Linked DNA regions of Nothobranchius furzeri: region 2 is linked to region 1. The links are chromatin contacts, called in public Micro-C maps. All regions are on one chromosome and are shown on one strand. The core of a region is the stretch at or near the end of the contact, and the rest is flanking DNA. Distances in the headings are between cores, read along the strand shown.

Region 1 (2,950 bases), core at 267-2,766:
ATAATAATAATCACGTCATCAAAGAGTTGTTGTATATCACAATGGCTGTTGGCAGGAAGGATCTCCAGTAGCGGTCAGTGTTGCAGCCAAACTGAAGAAGCCTCTGACTGAAGACACTCTTCCGTTGTCGGACAGTCTTGTGAAGAGAATGCTCAGGGTTGTCCATCATGTTCTTGATTCTCTGGAGAATCCTTCTTTGCATCATCTCCTCCAGCGGTTCCACAGTCGTCCCCAGAACAGAACCGACCTTTGTTATTAGGCTGTTGAGCCTTTTCAGGTCCCTGCTTCTGATGCTGCTACCCCAACAGACGATGGCTGAAGAGATTACACTCTCAACCACAGACTTGTAGAAGATCTGCAGCATCTTGCTACAGACACTGAAGGACCTAAGCGTCCTCAAGAAGTGCAGTCTGCTGTGTCCCTTCTTGTGAACTGCCGATTGTTTACCCGTGATTACGTCGCCAGATAAAAGGCAGCTTCAGCAGGATCGTTGTATTGGAACAAAACCTTTAAAAGCATCACAGGAACACGGTTCTCCTCACTGTACGGAACCTTGTAAAGTTATTTTTAGGGTTTGATGACTTCAGCGTTTTCATGACGTTTCACCCTCAGCCGTGTGAGCCCGGGACCTCCAAACACTAAACAGCTTCTGCTTTCAGGAACCTTAAAGCAGATGAAAACCATCAAAAGCACATTTTTCCACTGATGAAAAAGTTTTTATTGCCTCTGAAACACGGAGGTTTTAGACCTTCCACACCGACACTGGAGTTCTTTGTAACTATAATTATTTTTCCTGACCCGAAGCGGTGGCGTTCCCACCCAGTGGGGAACAGTTACTACTTTGTTTTATTCTCTTTAGACAGAAAAGCTCTTATGCAGGTTTGTATGGATTTAACCACCGTGGTAGGCTACTAACCCTAACCCTTCAACCACAAAAATCATCTTGTTAATGATTTTAGTGGAATATTGCATCATGTTTCAAATCTGCTGTGCACACGTTACCCTTTTACTTTATTGTAGAAGTTGGAGGCCAGAACAGCCTAAAAGCCTGAAAAGCTAAATGTTTTGGCTAAATCTACCTCTGCTGTTAGTAAATCCAATAGTTTTCCTCCAAACTACCTGATGTAAATGTTGCCGGAGCAACACGCGTGGCCAAAGGGGTCCAGAGGAGCTCAGAGCTCTCATCAAGCAGCTGATGGTAGAAGGTGACCGTGAACAATCGGAGCCAGTTTGGCTGGGTTTATGGTGCCCTCCCTTTCATCACTGATGACTCGGATCAGTCAGATGCTGGTTTTTTTTGTCATAATGAAGCAAACAAATCAGCAGAAGAGTGAAGCGATAATACGATCAAATAAATTGTTTTAATTGCTTCTGACGTTAATGAAACTATGACTGAACTCAGATTGTTCTGTTTTCAGATCCAAGGAGGCGACCCCACCGGTACAGGCACAGGTAAGACGAGCACTGCACCTAAACTGGATTTTTAATCCCATACCGCCTCCTCTCTGAATTTTTAATGGTTTATTTTAGGAAGGGTTGCGTAAACACGGCTAAGAGCTGGATTTTCTAGTCAGCAGTGTGACTAAATTTACTCTGATGGGACAAAAGAGTAGACAGAAATGCTGAGCGGGGGTGGGGGCAAGAACAACCAATCGTTCAGCATGTGGAGTCGTTTTCCTGTGTTTTTTTTTCTTTTCCCCGTGCCCTGTCTGGCTGTGAAGCAAACAGGATAATAAACGAAAATAAACAGTCAATGATGAACTCTTGTTCTGCTTCTAGACCTGCAGAAAAGGGACACACAACAATACAACAGGAGCAAGCTATCACTGCGTCAACTTGATGAGGAAATGTAAAATCAACATTGTTTAACTGAACAGTCACACGATAATAAATCACAGTGCATTTAGTGCCAACCACAGCCTTAAGACATGTGTTAACGTGCCCAAGTCCATACTTATGAGAGCACCATGTGAGCACCTGTGTGTGTACACGCGCTTGTAAATGTAAGGTTTCTCTATAGGAGCGTCTAATAGAGTGTGTGAGGGGCCACAGATCTGCCCCCCAAAGATGTGTAGGAGACGGAGGGAGCTCCAAGTCCCAGAGATCCAGGAGCTGCCCCAGAGCACAGGGACCCCAAGGAGACCGTAACCAGAAAAGCCCCCGCCCCCCTCAAGAGGTGCAGAGGATCGCCTCGGGGGGCCACAACCAGCAGCCGGCAGAGTCCCGGGAGATCTCAGCGGCAAGCCCACAGGCCCGCCCGCAGCCTCCCACCCCTCAGCCAGCCAAGCCCGGGACCCAGGGGCGACCACTCCCGCCGGGGACCCAGCAGAGCCCAGGGACCCAGATCCCACCAGGCAGCCACCGGGATTGATCAGGCAGACGCCAAAAATCTTAAACCCCCTGACCCGGAAGTCACAAACACTCAGGCAGACCAAGGCACCGCACTCCACGTTTTCCTGTTTTCAAACAGCAGCGGCGTGTAATCCGGCTCCAGGCCACATACAGTCAGTTTCCCGTCTACATGTCCGTGCTGCTGGGAGAGTTTGGAGCACAAAGTGATCTTTGTGGAATTCGGAACGCTTTGCTGCATCAGGTTCATGAAGGTGCGGAATTTCTGGCCTGAGGGTAAAATTCCCCTCATCACCTGTGTGGAACATTGTGTGCACACAGGTGGATAACAGACCTGTAACCGGCTCTCCAGGAGGACTAACGTTCCCACAACTGGCTGATTTATGTTGCCCTGCAGCACACGCCTGTTCCTGTCGTTGAGATTTATTTCAGAGGTTTTGTGTTCAATCATTTCTTGACCTGAAGCTTTAGGATCTGATGAAGCCAGAATTTCACCTGGGAGTCTGTTGGCTTCAGTTAATCAGCAAGAACATTCTATCGTAGAATCTAGACCGTCATTTGCCAAAAGCCAAATTGGCGGTCCATTGGAGCCGCCTCAGCT
Region 2 (2,950 bases), core at 316-2,815, 42 kb after region 1:
TCCTGGAAGAGCCGAGTTTGTACGCAGACACGACGTCTGGGAGGACCAGCGTTGTTATCTCCTGATCGGTTTTCCTCCCTCCCACAAATTTCCCGGAATGCCTGCAGTGGAAACCCAGTTACTAGAAACCAGTAAAGTCGAGGAATAAAAAGTATTTATGGTTTAATAATAAAAGGATGAAAGATCTCCGCGTGGTCTAGACTGAAACCCAAACAGGCAGTCGGACACCTTTAATAGATGGTTAGGGCGACGGTGGCACAGGAGTTAAGTGCTCGCCCTGTTATCTGAAGGTTGCAGGTTCGAGTCCCGCTCAGTCTGTCGCTGTCGTTGTGTCCTTGGGCAAGACACTTAACCCACGTTGCCTGCTGGTGGTGGTCGGAGGGACCGGTGGCGCCAGTGCTCGGCAGCCTCGCCTCTGTCAGTGCGCCCCAGGGCAGCTGTGGCTACATCGTAGCTCATCCCCACCAGTGTGTGAATGTGTGAATGACTGATTGTGTTGTAAAGCGCCTTGGGGGGTTCCAGGACTCTAGAAGGCGCTATATCAAATACAGGCCATTTACCATTTACCATATGGTTGTGGTGTGTGTGTGTGTGTGTGTGTGTGTGTGTGTGTGTGTGTGTGTGTGTGTGTGTGTGTGTGTGTGTGTGTGTGTGTGTGTGTGTGTGTGTGTGTGTGTGTGTGTGTGTGTGTGTGTGTGTGTGTGTCAGAGCTAATGGTTTTGCATCTCTACGGTAACATCTCCATAAACCAGCTCCGCTCCCCCACTATCTAATTGTTTTCTGTTATTTTTCGCTCCTCGCTCGTCTTTTCTGTTCAGACAATTACTGGAACAAGTCTCTTCACAACGGTGTGACATTTAATCACCGTAAACTCTCCGCGGTACCAGTCTGGCTGTCTGCTGCCCGCCTCTGGGCGCTGTAATTATGTTGTGTGCTGGGATGCCACAGAGAGCTCCGTCCCAGCGCCGCAAAACAAATCCGAACAAAACCATCAGCGTGGAATTAAAGAGGCAAGCTTTAACGGAGAGCCGTGTTGCTCCTCTGACCCGGGGTGACATCATCTGTCACCTAGGAAACCAGAAAAGCCACACGGTTACGAGACGGCAGCGGGACTCAAAAGCGTCGGGGTGGAGGAGGAGAGAAGAAAGGGAATGGAGGGAGGTTAGCAGAGAGGCTGACTTACGTATTTCCAGCCCAGCGTGGTTTTACAGTTTTCACAGTAGATGTCAGCCACAGCGTGCAGACCCGTGAGGAGAACCCGCTCCTCGGCTGGCCCGCAGCCCACATTCACCCTGTAAGGAGACGGGAAACACGTCACCACTCGCGCCAAGGCATAAAAACACAAAACTGATCCCGTCTGACCTGCAGCCTAAACCAGAAAACAAAGTTCAATCAACAAAGAAGAAGACCATGAAAATAAAACACGTATGGGTTAAACTGGAAAACTAAATCCCGTTTGACTTGTTTCTTTTGCCAAATTCCCAAAGGAGGAGGCGTGATACTCACACGGAGTTAAACAGGTAGGCTCTTCCTTGGCTGCCTTGGAACGACTGAAAGAGAAGAGAGGAGAACCCGAGTGAGTCGACATTAAACGCCGAGGAGGGCGGGAACGTCGGCAAACGACACCCCAGGGTGCTTTTCTGCCACTAACTGCTGCTCAGACTCGTTCTTCCACCCTGTCGAGGCTTCAGGAGATAAGAAAACCCCCAGAGGACGAGTGAAGACACACCGGAGAGGCCGCCTGTCAGCACGGCAGCTTCAATAACCTTTATTAACAAGGGGTTGTTGGACAAGCTCTTAAAGCGCAGAAACACGAACTCGGCACTTATCGCCCAAACGGGTTCTGGGCAGGTTTAGTTCTGATTACAAATGAAAGACCAGAATCTTTCTGGTGCTTCTTTATGCGCGTGGATTTTTAATAAGAACAAATCAAAATATAAAAATACCTTTTTCTATGAAATCTCACTGTTGGGTTTCGTTCTGATTCCGACTAGCCGTTACCTTATCAGGACAAACTATTTCTCTGAACAGAGGCTGTTCAGGATCACATTTGAAACCCAGTCATGGAAATTATTTATAACTTTTACACAAAAACACTTTATAACGTTTGAGATGCAGCGATTTAGGGTTTACGGGCCGATACTGATGCAGATTCCCATCTAGCTCTGAGCGGCCGATACCGATTAGGACGATTCTAATTTACCTGCAAAACCAATTAACAGGAAACTGAAAATTTCATCTTCCTGCATTTGAGACCGTTGGCACGGACTGGGGGGGGGGGGGGGGGGGGGGGGGGTGTCAAGGGTCGCTTGGTCGAATCATGCCGATGCTATAGCAACCCCAAGCAACCATGCATTTTTATGGTTTTATGACCATAAGTACTAACTTGACGGTGTGTTCACAGACCCAACAAATCCAAAAGTGAATTCCTTTTCTTGAGTTCCAGAGTCTCCGACTGCGCTACGTACCGCCCGATTCCACTCGGACGATTTTTGGTCCCATCGGATTGAGATTTACAACAAAACAGCTGATTTTTTGGTTCTTTAGGATTAAGATAAAAACAGGCTGAAGCCACACACGATGTGACTTCATAAACATGTAAACTGAGGAGAGTCCGCTGGACCAGCGACCTTTAACCCCGCCCCGCGGGGTCATCGGACGAGCTGGCTTTCCCACCAACATTTAGCCAACAGCTTCCTCCAATTAAAGCTCTGGAGACAAATTTCATGCTTTGATTTGGATCGGTTCTGGAGGTGTTTGTCACTTGGTTGTTACATCCTCTGGCCTTCTGTTTGTGTTTTTTAAGTCACACACACACACACACACACACACACACACACACACACACACACACACACACACACACACACACACACACACACACACACACACACACACACACACACACACACACACACGACCTTAAGCAGCGAGGGGGAACTGGGTCGGC

Evidence for each region. A called contact is a pair of places that touch in the nucleus more often than the background predicts.
Region 2: a contact with region 1 is called in a Micro-C map of tail fin, with 2.1 times the contacts expected there. The contact joins two enhancer-like sites. A contact is called at or near these places in 2 of 2 Hi-C or Micro-C datasets (skeletal muscle and tail fin).

The regions. Positions count from the first base shown.
Region 1 is chr10:38,474,750-38,477,699 of NfurGRZ-RIMD1, forward strand. ppil2 (peptidylprolyl isomerase (cyclophilin)-like 2) reads left to right here. Exons shown (of 20, transcript XM_015960273.3): 14 at 1,419-1,452. Among protein-coding and RNA genes, the nearest start is that of ppil2, 13 kb to the left of the region's middle. Within about 2 kb of position 1,517, at least 1 of the 3 cell types and tissues checked has an H3K27ac peak or open chromatin away from gene starts, as enhancers often do. A contact at or near this core is called in tail fin, where this site is marked.
Region 2 is chr10:38,516,761-38,519,710 of NfurGRZ-RIMD1, forward strand. It overlaps ypel1 (yippee-like 1), which reads right to left. Exons shown (of 5, transcript XM_054731067.2): 3 at 1,507-1,550; 4 at 1,184-1,292. Among protein-coding and RNA genes, the nearest start is that of ypel1, 20 kb to the right of the region's middle. Within about 2 kb of position 1,566, at least 1 of the 3 cell types and tissues checked has an H3K27ac peak or open chromatin away from gene starts, as enhancers often do. A contact at or near this core is called in tail fin, where this site is marked.